Regions from separate parts of the Sus scrofa genome. Here region 1 is linked to region 2. Evidence: chromatin contacts called from public promoter capture Hi-C data. All regions are on one chromosome and are shown on one strand. The core of a region is the stretch at or near the end of the contact, and the rest is flanking DNA. Distances in the headings are between cores, read along the strand shown. Region 1 holds the start of GABARAPL1 (GABA(A) receptor-associated protein like 1). Region 2 holds the start of SMIM10L1 (small integral membrane protein 10-like protein 1).

Region 1 (6,849 bases), core at 2,454-4,953, 600 kb after region 2:
GTCACAAGTACAAAATGTATAGTGTGAGAAATATAGGTGATAACTAAGTAACATGGTGACATATCATAACTAGATTTATGATGGTGATCACTTTGAAATGAATAGAAAAAATACCACTACGTTGTGTGACAGGATTTAACAGTGTTATAGGTCAATTACGCCTTAAAAACAAACAAATATACAAAGAAAGCCACAGCAAAGGAAATCAGATTTGTGGTTACCAGAGGCGAAGTGGGGGGAGATGGGGTGAGGTGATAAAGGTGGTCAAAGGGTATATAAACTTCCAGTTACTAGATAAATAAGTACTAGGGATATAATACACAGTATGCCAAATTAACACTGATGTATAATTAACACTTTTATGAAAATTGCTGGAGTAAATCCTAAGAATTCTCATCAAAATTTTTTTATCTTTCATTTTGCAACTATATGAGAGGACGGATGTTCACTAAACTTACTGTGATACTCATTCCATGATGTATGTAAGTCAAATCATTTGCTGTACACTTTAAACTTATACAGTTGCCATATGTCAACTGTATCTTAGTAAAACTGGAAGAAAAAATAAAAATAAATAAATAAATAAATAAAAATTGTAGTAGTAATACGTGAATGAGAAATTCAAAGAAAAAGTAGGAAAAGCATGAATTGGCATGACACCAGTGAAGGTCCAACGAGGAGGATGGACAGGAGGAAGCAGGTAAATAAAATCGAAGGGGGAGGGCGCACAGCCTTGTGTCAGGCAGGAATCAGAGACCTGGCAGCTCCAGCCCCAATCAACCAGAGATGGAAACCACAAGAAGGGAGCCAAGAAAGACAGCAACAAAACCAAGTGCAACTGTGACAATGGGAGGAGACAGTGGGATCTTAGGGAACAGGAGGGGAGGGGGAACCATTAAGGCTTTCATTTACCATAAAATATCCACATTTCCCAGGAATGCCAGCTCTGCTCCTCCCTAACGAGGGGCCCTGGGCTAGATGCTTTGCCTGTTTGGGTCTCTTGTTTTCCTATCTGTGAGATGTGGCTAATACTCCACAGGGCTGGACTGTGCATGAATTTTCAAAAAAGCACACCATCTCTCCCAAGTATTTTCCTGCTTTACTGCCGGTTTTCACTTCATTGTCGCTATAAAGATAATTTCAAAATCCCATGACACCCTCTGTCTCAAGGCACAAGCATGCCGATTTTTCTGGATGGCAGCTCTAGAGATGTGCAGAGGCTAAACCCAAGTCACGTGAGCAGTCAGGGTACGTGACTGCTTTAACAACACTCTGGTCAGGCGGAAAAGGGCTTTAGAAATTATTTACTCTAACCCACTTGTCTGTAAACAGGATCCTTCGGCACAGCCAGCCAGATTCAGGCTTCAGCTCAGAACCAGCACCAAATCCCAGAACTCAGAGCAGAGCTCCTTTTGTGTCACAACTAGAAAGAGGGCCAGAGGCTGAACATCTAAGGAACGGGCTGGAAGGATGATGGCTGGTTAAAACCTAACTGGAGGAATCATGAGATCTACGCGATGGCCATGTTACCTTACATTTTATCACGGAGGTAAAACACTTAACACCAGACAATGAGCGGAAAAAAATAAAATTGGGGGGATTAGCTGAAATATTCTGGGTGAATGCATGGAAATGACTAAAATGGAAACGGCTGTTTTGAGGAAGTATATGGAAAATTTAACTTGATTTAGGAATAGCTATGATTCTGAGTCTGTGACTTCCACAGAACCACTGGAACAGAGCTTTATACTGAGAGAGTTCTGAATAAACGGTAGCCGTTCTGCTGACTGGGACGCTTTTCTACCATCATACCACCATCTGTGAACTCTTAAGGGCAACTACAGTTTACTCTGCTATTTCCAATACCTAACAGTGTGAGGTATTTGAATTTAAAATAATTCTGCTTAATAGAACTGCATTAGACACTGAGAAAATAGATGGCATGGGAGGCCCAACAGCCAGGGTGGGGGTTCCCAGCTCTGCCACATACCAGCCCTGTGAGACCTTTTAGGGGGTGACTTCATTTCTCTGGGTTCGGTCCTTCACCTGCAGAATGGGGTTATAATGCTGGGAGGACTAAGTGAATGAATATTAGACAGAGCTCTGAGAATACTCCCAGGTACCTGGTAAGCTAGCAATAAAAGTTAGTTGTCATTTTCAAGACAAGCATGGGTATCACCTTTCTTGGGGGAAAATTTTCAAAGCAGTCATTCAAGGTTCAGAGACCAGGAAAGTAACCTGTGAAGGATCCTTTACTGGGTAATAAGGCTGGCTCTTTTTTTTTAGCTGAAAACCCTTTTGTATGTAATTCCTGGGGAATGGAATGGCCCTAACGTCTCCTCTACTTTATAGGAAAAGGACTGCAAGAGCTTTATAAAGCCCAGGTCGCTGGTGGGTGCTGTAAGAACATGAAAGTTAAATGAGGATTGGAAAGGACGGGAGTACCATTCACAATCAGAAAATCGCAATTCCTTTACGTGTAAATTATACGTAGTATTTATCCTAATTTCCCTGCCCGCAGATAAAGAGCACACTCTCTAGTTTCTAGTTTCTCTAGTCTCTGGTTTCTCATCTCCAAAACTCAACGGTGGTAGTTTCCTCTACCCCACTTTAAAGATTTCTGCCTTCCAACTGGGCTGCGCAGCCCACATTAGAGAAAAACCAGGCAGGAGGCAGTGGAAGGGGGTGATGGGAAAAACGCCCGGATGCAGAACGACACCTTAATATTTCTTCTGTTCCTCCTCACTGCCTGCACTAGTTCCTATTACATAAACCAGCGTCCAAAATCCAAGAAAAAAAAGGTCTCAGCCCTTCCTTACTGTGACCAGGTACAATGTGTTCAGAATAAATACCGGAGGAAGGATGGCTGCCCCCACACACCCCGTAGCCAAGAATGATGAGGCAATCTGGCTGCTGCTGCGCAGAGAACGTGACCTTGTTTTCTGGGCCAGGCCTGTCTTGCGACGCCCCCCCCCCCCACCTTTTCTAATCCTCACAGAATAAAATAAAATATCCACTGGCTTCGGAACATTTCCTTCCCAAACCCAATGCTATGAGGATCAAAGTCCACCTGATTAACGGATAACTACCTAAGGCCGAAACTGATGACAGCAAATCCTCTCTGTGTTCCCTTAATTTCCATGCTGTCTTAAAGGCAGCAAACGGATGATCTCCACCTCATCATTCTCGCACAAAAGGGTCCCTTTTTGAGGACATCCCAACCCACACATCCTCTGAATACTGCTGAGTCACTCAAACGTACGTTCCAATCTAAAACTGCGGTCAGCTCCAAGGATGGGTTCTGACCCTGGGGAAATGGGTTTTAAACGGGCCGCAGTCTCAATGTTCATTCCACTGGCTCTCCTCGTAGTGAAGGGCGTTCAGGTTAGGTAATTTTAGGGATCACCCTTCTTCTGTGCCTTCGGATAGCCATCACGACTTCCCCGCCCCCGGCTCATCCCCCCCCCCGCCTCTCTCCCCCTCCCCCTCCCCAGCACACTCACGGGGACCCGGTCCGGATATTTCTTCCGGATCTTTTCTCCTTCCTTTTTCCGATACTCAAAGGGATGGTCCTCCTTATACTGGAACTTCATGATGGACCGCAGGGTTTCTAAGATCCCCGGACGGGGCCTGCCTCCCTCGCGGACAAACGCGTCTCTCCCGTCTTGATTCCCTCGGCCAAACCGCAATGTGCCTCAGACCCGCTTCCGAAAGGCCAGCCCCGGTCGCTACGCCTCCCCGCACAGCTTTCCGAAGGGGCTTCGGGTCGTCTAGAGGTAGGGGACGGCCAGGTAAAGAATTCCCGGCGGCTTTTCCCGGCAGCTGGGAACACAAAAACAACACGGCGGCGCGGGTATCTTGTGACGTCACGAAGCCCCGCCCCCAGCCCGCCCCCAGGGTTCTGGCGACCGCGGTTGGGGGTGGGCAGGAGCTAGGTCCGTTTCAGTGTTTTCTCCTTCACTCTTAACGTTCTCGAAATCGAGTTGCTTGCAAACAGAGCAATCTTCACCTCTTATTTTATTGGAACTGTGACGTTAAGTGTGTTTTTAAAACCAAAAAAGTGTTCTAAAAATGTCTTCTTCCCTCTCTTTGGCCGTTTCTTGGTTGGGCCCTCAAAACAAATGCAGATGGCGACATCCAGTTTTTTTCAGCTTGTTGGGATCTGAAGTCTGGGAAAGGCAGAGACAGAGGTCCTGAGATACCTCGGGCCAACGCTCAAGTGCCCGGTGCTTGCATTTTGCCCTTCGTCCTTTGGATGGCCCTCTCCCCTGACCTTGGGTGCTGGGCTGGCTCCCTGAACGGTGACCCCTCCTTCACCACGCTGGCGTCATCCTGTTTGGGTCCCTGCAGCAATTTGTTCCTAGAGCAGCAACATAAACAGAGCGTGACTCAGGGATTTGAAGAGGATTTCTATAAGGTGAAGGGCACGAGGTGTCATCAAGGTCCAGAGAAGTGATGTCAGTCACGACTGCTAAGGGCTTTAAGCAAGTTTAGAGATAGAAATGATTTGCTTTCTCCTATTAAGCCAGAAGTTGGATCTGTCTTTTGGGAAAATAAAATATAAAGCGATTCCAGTGTTTAACCCAGCAATCCTCAAGCATTTTTTTCCTCCTAATGCAGAAGTGCACCGGAGGAGAGTATTCCTCTCCTAAGGTGAATACAAAGTGCTCCTTGAAGGCGGGTGGAAGACCAGCCCCCTCTTTCTCAGCAAAGAATCAAAAGACAAAGGCCTTTCCAACCTCTAGTAAGGACGGTGATTCCAGGGATCTGTAGTGGAGGAGCAACAGATATTGTAAAGGGTAAAAAAGAATGAGGAAGAGATGAAGAGTGAAGAGCTGCTTTGCCCTAAACAAGTCTAGGAAGTTCTAAAAAAGCATATTAGACAACAGCAGGCCTATTCACCTGTCTTCTCTAATCAAGGCCTCAGTATCTGATTTAAAAAAACAAACCCACGGGAGTTCCCTGGTGGCCTAGCAGTTAAGGATCAAGTATTGTCACTGCTGTGGCACAGGTTCAATCCCTGGCCAGGGGAACTTCCACATGACATGGGTGTGGCCAAAAAAACTAATAATGAAAATTAAAAACAAACCCACAAAGTAAAAGAAACTAGGTTGCATTATTAAAACAAGGAAGAAAAATGGCATGGCCTTACTTTTTGATGCTAATTATTTTTCCCTGCAGCACGGCATTTTTCAAACCTTATTTTGTATGAAAATCCAGGAATTCTTTTATCACATAATACATTTATAATATTTAATCCTTATTTTCAAATTGAACGTTTTAGATCATTTGAGCTTTGACCCAAATATAGCTAAATGTCTCAAAAGAGTACTTTAAAACAAATTGAGAGAAATAATTACCATGGAGATCAATATTTTTTAAGAATATTTTTTCCTCTCAAATCTACTGAAAACAATCATAGGTAGTTTAAAGCTGATTTTTACTTTTATTTAACCACTGTCAATTTATATATGGACAATAATTTGGAAATGAAATTTAAGTTGATCTTTCTGCCTTAAGGCTTTTCTAAATGCTAACACTTTATCTTAACACTGCCCAATCTGTCAGCCCCCAAAGCTTGTTTTCTTTCCTTGTAGCAGAACTCTTAAAATATTATACAGAAGTTAATTTTATAAATTAAAACATTCAATCTGATAAAAATGTTTCCAAATTCCCTTTTTAACCAAGGACAAAATACTATATTGAAAAGTTCACATTTCAGGGACATACCTTCATTGCTGATGAGAATGGAAAATGGTACACCCACTTTGGAAGACAAACTGATGGCTTCTTAGAAAACATAACAGGAGTTCCCGTCCTGGCGCAGCGGTTAACGAATCCAACTAGGAACCATGAGGTTGCGGGTTCGGTCCCTGCCCTTGCTTAGTGGGTTAACGATCCAGCGTTGCCTTGAGCTGTGGCGTAGGTTGCAGACGTGGCTCGGATCCCACGTTGCTGTGGCTCTGGCATAGGCTGGTGGCTGCAGCTCTGATTGGACCCCTAGCCTGGGAACCTCCATATGCCGGTGGGAGCGGCCCAAGAAATAGCAAAAAGACAAAAAAAAAAAAAAAAAAAAAGAAAAAGAAAAAGAAATCATAACATACTCTTGCAATACAAGACTACAATCAACCACTTAGTGTCAAAGAGCAGAATTTGCTACCCCAAAAAATATCTATGGCATATTAGTTATTTTAAGCGGGTTGTTTTCTAAAAAAAGAGCAGGTGGGGGGAAGCAAGGGAGAGTTACCCTTTTGTAAGTAGCATTTACGTTTGTAAGGAAAGTCTCCTTTATAAGGGTGTCTTCCTTGTACCTAGAAGAAGACCGTGACCAAATCCTTAGAAACTCTCTTATTAATACAGAAGTTGAGGACTTACATCTGCATAATCACCTTACCCTTTCTATTATGTTTTGCCTGGCAAAGGACTCTCCAGTAAATGACTCTCCCCAGCCTCAACATCCCCTTTTGTCTTTAGCCGAGGGAGGTATTTAAAGTGAGGGCTTGGGACATTTTGGTGAGTTCCTCAGTTCTCCTGGGTCTCTCCGGTGTAGACGTGTTATTAAACTTCTCTTTGGTTTTCTCCTGTTAATCTGTCTCATGTCAATTTAATTCTGAGACCAGCCAGAAGAACCTAAAAGGGCAGAAGACAATTTCTTCCTCCCCAACATTAGTATTTACCCAAAGAAGTCGAAAACTTCTGTCCACGTGAAAACCAGCATACAGGTATTTATAGCAGCCGTCTTCATGTGTGTCCAAACTTGGAAGCAACCAAGACGTCCCGAGGTGAGTGATGGACCATTCTCCAAGGCCCTGCCTCCTCCAGATGGAAGGAATGTTAAAGAATCTGTGG
Region 2 (7,735 bases), core at 3,293-5,792:
AAAGTGATGAAAATATCTTCCTCATAGGGTATTTGATAGAATTATGGAGATCATATAAGTACATAAATTTTTATATTCCTGGTATTAAAAACTCAATAAAACTTCAAAAATATGCTAATAGTGATGATACACTCTTTTAGATAAGTAATCACATGAATTTTTACCCTCAATTAAAAAATTCTTTAAAAAATCTCGTTCCCTTACCTTTAGGTTGTATGTTACTATGATCACTATTTCTCTTTAAACTATAACGTAGTCACCATTCCCCAGCATTTTTCTTTTTTGTCAGTTATACTGCATAAACAAGTTTTTTCTTTATTCATCAGAATTATGCCACCTCTTAGCTTCTTCAAGTTTAGATACCTCTGGATCAATCAATATTCATCATGCCCTGAAAAAGCTCAATTTATGGGTAATAAAGTAGATGACTTTAGTATCAGGGACACATATCTTTCTTTTATTAACTGATGATTACTTGTAGAAAAATCAACTAATTTGGCATTCATTCAACAATATTTATTTATCTATTTGCATTAGGCAATATTCTAGGCTGGGGATAGAGCAAAGAAAAAAAAAATCTTTGGCTTTATGGATGTGAGCTGAAAGGATTCCAAGAGGAATAAAATTACTTTTAAATTAGAATAACAAATGGATAATAATAAGTGGGCAGGGCAAAAATCTTTTCTCCCATGGGAAACTTCATTAGGTTATATATTGTAGGATAAAAGGTACATATCTAGTTTTAAAATGTGACAAATAAATGGTAAATCATGGAGATTTCATTCACTTCCTACTGTATATACCAGCTATTACAGGCTGTAAAATTCAATAGGATGGAATACCTTCCCTCACAAAGCTTCTAATCAAGTTGTGGGATATAATAAATCTACTAAAGTGCCTTAATTTCTTCAAAAGACTAATATGAAGAAAAAAGTTGAAGAAGGCACTTGTTCATGTAGCCACCCAAATGGAGCATCTGTGGATGTCACTATTCCAGAGCTAATGGCAGCCATTCTTTTGTGTTACAAATTGGGACATTAGGGCCTCTAGGAAATAGTGATGCCCATCAATAGTCAGCCCACTGGCAATACTGATTTCATTTATCAAGTTACATTTCCGATATTTAATTTTTTTCTTTTTTGCATTTTTAGGGCCGCACACATGGCATATGGAGGTTCCCAGGCTAGGGGTCCAATCAGAGCTGTAGCCTCCAGCCTAGGCCACAGCCACAGCAACGCCAGATCCAAGCCAAGTCTTCGACCTACACCACAGCTCATGGCAATGCCAGATCCTTTACCCACTGAATGAGGCCAGGGATCGAACCTGCGTCCTCATGGATACTAATCAGATTCGTTTCCGCTGAGCTCCTCTAATATTTTAGACTAAAATGTTTCAGTTACTGCACTTTCACAGCAATCTGTAATTACCAAGGGGAGAGATTATACCAAGGGAAACTGTCTTCTTGGATTTTTCTTTTTTAACACATTTGATAGTTAATGTACAATTAGGCACAAATAAGGCAGCCTCTGAAAATGGCATAGGTTGATAATAACACAGCCCCTAGACTGATTAAAAATGAATCTAATCTGTAATCTCAGCACTGGGAAAAACTTACTGGAAAAATTAATGTCTAAGTTTACTTAAAATACAAGTAGAATAACCATAGACCAAAAAAAAAAAAAAAAGAAAGAAAGAAAAAGAAAGACAAAGGAAAAAAAAAACGCAGAAGGAAGTTAAAGTGCTCTAGTTTGGCTGGAGACAAGGAAAGAAGGGCAGGAAGAACGATTTACCCAAAGCCAGATATGGTATTGGAGGGGGCACTTATTTTACAACCCTGGTAGTATACTTGTTTGTTGGATACAACTAACAGAATATAGAACCCTACAGTTTAAATCTCTACCCTAGCAAATAATTGCCCCTTTCAGCGCAAATGTCTCCCCTAGTATCTTCCTGGAGGATCTTCTCCACAAAGACAGGGTCAGGACCCTACAAATCTCCTTCAGGACTAAAACCCTCCACTGGAAAAGCAGGCACTCCAAATGAGAATTTTAAGTTTTATTCACACGTTAATGAGATATGCTGTAATGACAAACACTGTTTATTGTGTATACATCAAGCACTAAGTCAGGTTTATTTTTAATTCTCAGGCTGATTTTTCAAGATGAGTATTTTTACTCTCATTTGATAGAACTGAGGAAACTGAAGTTTAGACAAGATCAATGGCCTCCACAAAATTTGTTTGCATTTTAACAGACGTCTGTCTGATTTAAAAACTTTTACTCTGGTGCTCTTAACCACTGGTGTACATTTCGATTACCTGGAGGACTTTTAAAAATGAAATTCAAATTATTTTTTAATCAAAGAAAATATATAGATGGATAAGAAAAATCAAGAAAAATCAAATAATACTGTTAGACTGGTAATGGAAAACAGCAATCCTCCACATTTTCTCTGCCCATCCCTGATTTTCTTTCTCCAGAGACAATCACTTTTAACTCTTAGGTGGTCCTTATTGTACTTTTTTCTAAGTAACATGTTTATATTACCTTTTTATCAACTTTTCTGATTAGATCTTGATTGATTCTCCCTCATTATGCATACATCTCCTCTCCAATCTCCCCAATGTTACCTAATAATTTGTTACATTATATTTTCAGCATTTACATAATTATGACTGATGTTATATAACTAATACTATTCACAGTTGAATTATGCAGAATAGTTTTTAAACAACATCTTACGTTTTCTGGGGGTTCATAATTACTCAGCTTTGTGCCTAATTTAAAAAAATCTACAGACAACTAAATTATCTCCAGACTCTCTAAATACCAAAAATCTCTTGATTCTATATTCAAACACATCAGGTAATGCATGTTTTTCTTTTTGAGACATACCACCAGAACTGTCATCTTTAGGCATTTCTTGTTGACTTCATGCTGTTTCCCTCTCTTTTCCTCTTTCATAATTATTTTTAGCAACTTCATGGCTATTGCTTAATTAATAAAATGCCCTCTTCCCCATCAACAACAGACGGTATCTCCCAACTTTCCATTTTATAAGGACTCCACCACCATTCCATGTACCTCCTCCCTCCATCCTCACTGGAAACTGCTTTTACACCATTAAGGCTGACAACACTTGCATTCAACTTTGTAACCATAATTAAGTATCCTTTTAAAAAGATGAAGAACATAAATAGCATTTACATTATTTAAATGCTATTCAATAAATCGCCAAGCTTTGTGCTATGCCTGGATTTCCTTCTCTTTGGCTCCAAGGTCTTTGAACTGCATGCTACTTATAGGGACATTGAAATGGAAGCCACTTTCTTACACTCCAACCCTCTGATCCAAATCTTGCTGCACTTTACATTGTTTGGTATCTGAAGGATGCATTTCCTGTACAGTTTGTTTTGTTGTTGTTTTAATAAAAGTATCTTTTCTTTTTGGCCACAGCTTGCAGGGCTTGATGTAGGATCTCGGTTCTAGGACCAGGGATTGAACTCCAGCCACAGGAGCGGTGAAAGCAGCAAATCCTAACCACTAGTCAACCAGGAAACTCCCTCACTGAAAGTTTCTGATGATGTGTTTTCTTTTGTGGGATAAAGAAAACCTATGCCTGCACGTTATAGTCTTAAAATCTTAAGCTTGTAAGTCATTCAATGTCCTGTTTATAATCCAGTCTCTTAGTAGCCTTCCCTTTTTATAACGCATCTTGCTTGTCTCGTTTGTTTTAAAGACGCACAGCTTCTTAAACACCGTCGTGGGTCTTAACTGAAGTTTTCTATTCCTGGAGTCGCGTACCTCTTCCTCGTTTCGCCAGCGCTTTGGAGGCAGACGCAGTTAGGGAGACGGGCTGAAAGCGGAGAGCGCAGCCCCGACCGTGGCCAGGCACTCTCGCGAGATACCGGGGCTCCTCGCCCTCAGCTCCGCCGCGCCGCGGAGGCGCCTGGGAGTCGGCCATCATGCAGGCCGGTGGTACTGGCTGCTTACTCAGGGCTCTAGAAGTGTACCTGCAAGCGGATGTTGAGGACCACGGAGCCCGCGATGTAGAAGTAGGGGAAGTTCATGCGCAGCTGCCAGGCCAGCTCGAAGAAAGCAAGCAGGGTGCGGGAGAGCCCCTTGCAGAAGACGCCGTACGAGCTGGGGGCCACGGCCTGGGTCGGGCCCCTCAGGGCCAAGGATGACGGAGCCGACGTAGTAGCCATGGACCGGTTATCGCCGCTCGCCCGGTGCTGTGCCTGGAGCCGAGGGTGATCGCCCACCCGCGAACCCCCGACTGACGGCCTTGATCACGAGGCGCCAGGGGCTAAGCGGCCGCTTGGCTCACTCTCGCTCCTCACGCAGCCGCTGCTACTTCCCAAGCGGCGCGGAGACCGGGGGCAGCCGCTGGCGCTCCGCCCCTTCCTGTCTGCTGCTTAAAATGATATTCCGCATTTAGAGTTTAACTGTTGGTAGGTCCGAGGGGTTATTCATATATATGCTATACAGTTATTTTTTATAGCAGATACAAACAGCCTTACATACTCTTTTCACTTTAAAATGAAAAAAAAAAAAGTAGAATTCTGTAATTTTCCATAGGGTACAGTCCAAAGCCTACGTTAAAACTCAGGTTTGTCTGCTTTGTGATTTGGGCTGCGAACCAGAAATCTTACCCTTTTGATTTAATAACATTAACTTTAATATCAGGGCAAGATGATCGTATACAAGTTTGGGCACAAAGGTTTTGTATTCAGAACATACTATAACGTAAAAGGATCACAATATTGGGCGGTGGGTTTATTATAACGACTATTTCAATTGCAAGTGTCAGAAATTACATATTTAAGCAAATACACATATACACGTATATACTTTTTTCAGTACATGTTATACACAATATCAAATTCCTACCCGTGTAAACCTATGAAGAGTCCTTATTAGGTATGGAGGCTTGTATCATTTCTGCATGAAGATGCACCTATAAAATATGTGGCTGGGCCCTAATGCTTGGAATACTACTTACCTTTACTCCCAAACTCTGAATAGGCTTAGGGTAACATCATACTGGATGGTTCTTAACCACATATTTTTCTGGTGTTCAAATAATGCCCACCTCATTATCCTCTGTAATCTCTTAAACTAGTAAGCACTGTATTTTTTCCTTATAAACAACCTCTACTTTCATGAGTTATTCAGAAATGTGACCCTGATCATAACCTTCAGCTCAGTCTAGTTCTGAAAAGCATTGTTGATGAAATATCCCACATCTCACCCTTCACTGAATAATTGTAAATATTCAAAGCACAATTAATGTGTTCCAGAAGACTTCTCTTTCTGTACATCATACTCATGATAAGATTGGTACAAATAACATGCATTGTGTGATTTGTAAAACTCACGTATCCTCAGCTAGAATTTCTTTTGCTAAGATTGGTACAAATAATGTGCATTGTGTGATTTGTAAAACTCACGTATCCTCAGCTAGGATTTCTTTTGCTAAGATTGGTACAAATAACGTGCATTGTGTGATTTATAAAACTCAAGTATCCTCAGCTAGAATTTCTTTTGCTACTTTGCTGTGTCAATACTAACTCAGCGACTAGACAGCACTTAGAGGAACTGATTACCTGTTACCTAAGACAACTTCTAAAATACAGATATAGAGACTGAAGAGTAGTGTAAAATGAATGACAACTCTGAAAACCAGGAGGTGTATAGTGCCAGTGTAGAAGTACAATTTACCCTTTCTGAAAATTGAAAGACTATTAGAGGTATTGTGTCCCAGAAGTCATTAAGTCCTTGGGTCTTCCATTTCTAACTCCATAACACCGTGGACTCATTCTTTTCCAGTGTTCTGCACACCCCCATGCCCCTTTCAGCTCTGGTTAACTCCATGAAGACCCTGTTTTCTAGTTTGGAAGTGAAGCAGCCCTTTACTTCCAACATGGCTAGGTTGATGTCCTGTTCCATTTGGAAAGGACTACTCAAAGAAGAGCAATCACAAATCTCCAGCTCCTACTCATTAATGCTGTAGAGCTGACGAAAGATTTCTATCAAGTGAAACTGGCAGTGGAGGGTGGGACAAGACCAGTATTTTACATGGTTGTGGTTTTTATTTTGTCCCGTGATCTTAGGACTTAAGTGACCCATCCACACTCTTTGCCAAGTAGGCACATGTAAGTAAGCTTTCAGCAGGAACATGTCTTAAACTATTTCTCTAGACGATACCTATTAACCCTTTCCTAGTCTTTCTTAACCTTCTATTGTTAACCCTGTGTTCCCAGTTTATTACTTTCTCTTGGCTTTAGTTTAATGATGCTTTGAAAAAGTTTTAAGGTGAGCTGCAGCAGATCTTCAAAGTACCTTACTGGCAAATTATCAACTCCTTTTTAAAAAGAATTTGCCAATATTATTCTAATATTGACCAATTAGTTGAGTGTATATGTTTATGTTTATTTCCAGGCTTTCTATTCGATTCCATTGAACTATGTATCTTTTTATGACAATACCATTTGCTCTGATGATTACAGCTTGTGCTATAGTTTGAAATCAGGATTTGTAATACTCTCAGCTTTGTTCTTCTTTTTCAGGATTGCTTTGTTCAGGGCCTTTTGTGGTTCCATAGAAAATTTAAGATTTTTTTCTATTTATGTGAAAGATTCTATTTTAAGATTGCATTCAACCTATAGATCTCTTGTAATGATACAGACATATTAACAATATAATTCTTCCAATCCATGAGTGTGGAATAGCTTTCAACTTACATATATCTTCATTTTATTCAATTTCTTTTATCAATGTCTTGTTAAATTTCTTTTATCAATGTTTTGCAGTTTTCAGTGTACAGATTTTTTTAACCCCATTAAATATATTCCTAGGTATTTTATTCTTTTTGATGCAGTGATAAATGGGATTGTTTTCTTATTTTTTCTTTCTGATAGTTCATTGCTTATTGTATAGAAATGCAACTGATTTTTGGATATTAATTTTGTATCTTTACAAGTTTACTGAATTTCTTAATTCTAGTAGGGCTTTTTTTTGGTGGGATTTTTAGGGGTTTTTTTTGCATTTAATATCATGCTATCTGCAAATAAAGACAGTTTTACCTTTTCCTTTTCAATTTGGATGATTTTTATTTTTTATTTTGCCTAATTGTTATGGCTGACTTTCATTATTGTGCTGAATAAAAGTGAGATTGGGCATCATTGTTTTGTTTCTGATATTAGAAGAAAAGCTTTTAGCTTTTCACCATTGAAAAACTGTGGGCTTGTCATATAAAGTTGAGATATATTCCCTCTATATCCAGTTTGTTGCAAGTTTACCATCAATAGATGTTGGATTTTGTCAAATCACTTTCTGCATCTACTGAGATGATCATATAATTTTTTTTACCTTCCATTGTGTTAATGCAGTGTATTACTGAACCATCCTTTCATCTGAGGAATAAATCACACTTAATCATGATGTATAATCCTTTTAATGTGCTGTTGAATTTAGTTTGCTAATGTTTTGTTGAGGATTTTTCATTCATGTTCAAATGACCTGTGAACAGGAACATTGACCTGTAATTTTCTTTTCCAGTAGTGTTCTTGTCTAACTTTGCTATCAAGGTAATGGTCATCTCTTAAAATGAATATTGGAAGTGTTTCCTCCTCTTCTGTGTTTTGGAAGGGTTTGCGAAGGATTGGTATTAATTCTTCTTTGAATATTTGGTATAATTCACCAGTGAAACCAATTGGACCTGGACTTTTTGT

Evidence for each region. Promoter capture Hi-C pulls out the DNA fragments that hold promoters and counts their contacts.
Region 1: a promoter capture Hi-C map of liver shows a contact between it and region 2, with 5 times the contacts expected there. The contact joins the promoter of GABARAPL1 here to the promoter of SMIM10L1 in region 2. A contact is called at or near these places in 1 of 5 promoter capture datasets (liver) and 1 of 2 datasets of contacts at active chromatin or transcription factors (alveolar macrophages).

What each region holds. Positions count from the first base shown.
Region 1 is chr5:61,763,724-61,770,572 of Sscrofa11.1, forward strand. GABARAPL1 (GABA(A) receptor-associated protein like 1) reads right to left here and starts at 3,704. Exons shown (of 4, transcript NM_001190287.1): 1 at 3,504-3,704. The coding sequence starts at 3,593.
Region 2 is chr5:61,158,905-61,166,639 of Sscrofa11.1, forward strand. It overlaps SMIM10L1 (small integral membrane protein 10-like protein 1), which reads right to left and starts at 4,543. Exons shown (of 1, transcript XM_003355574.4): 1 at 2,041-4,543. The coding sequence starts at 4,207. The coding sequence ends at 4,001.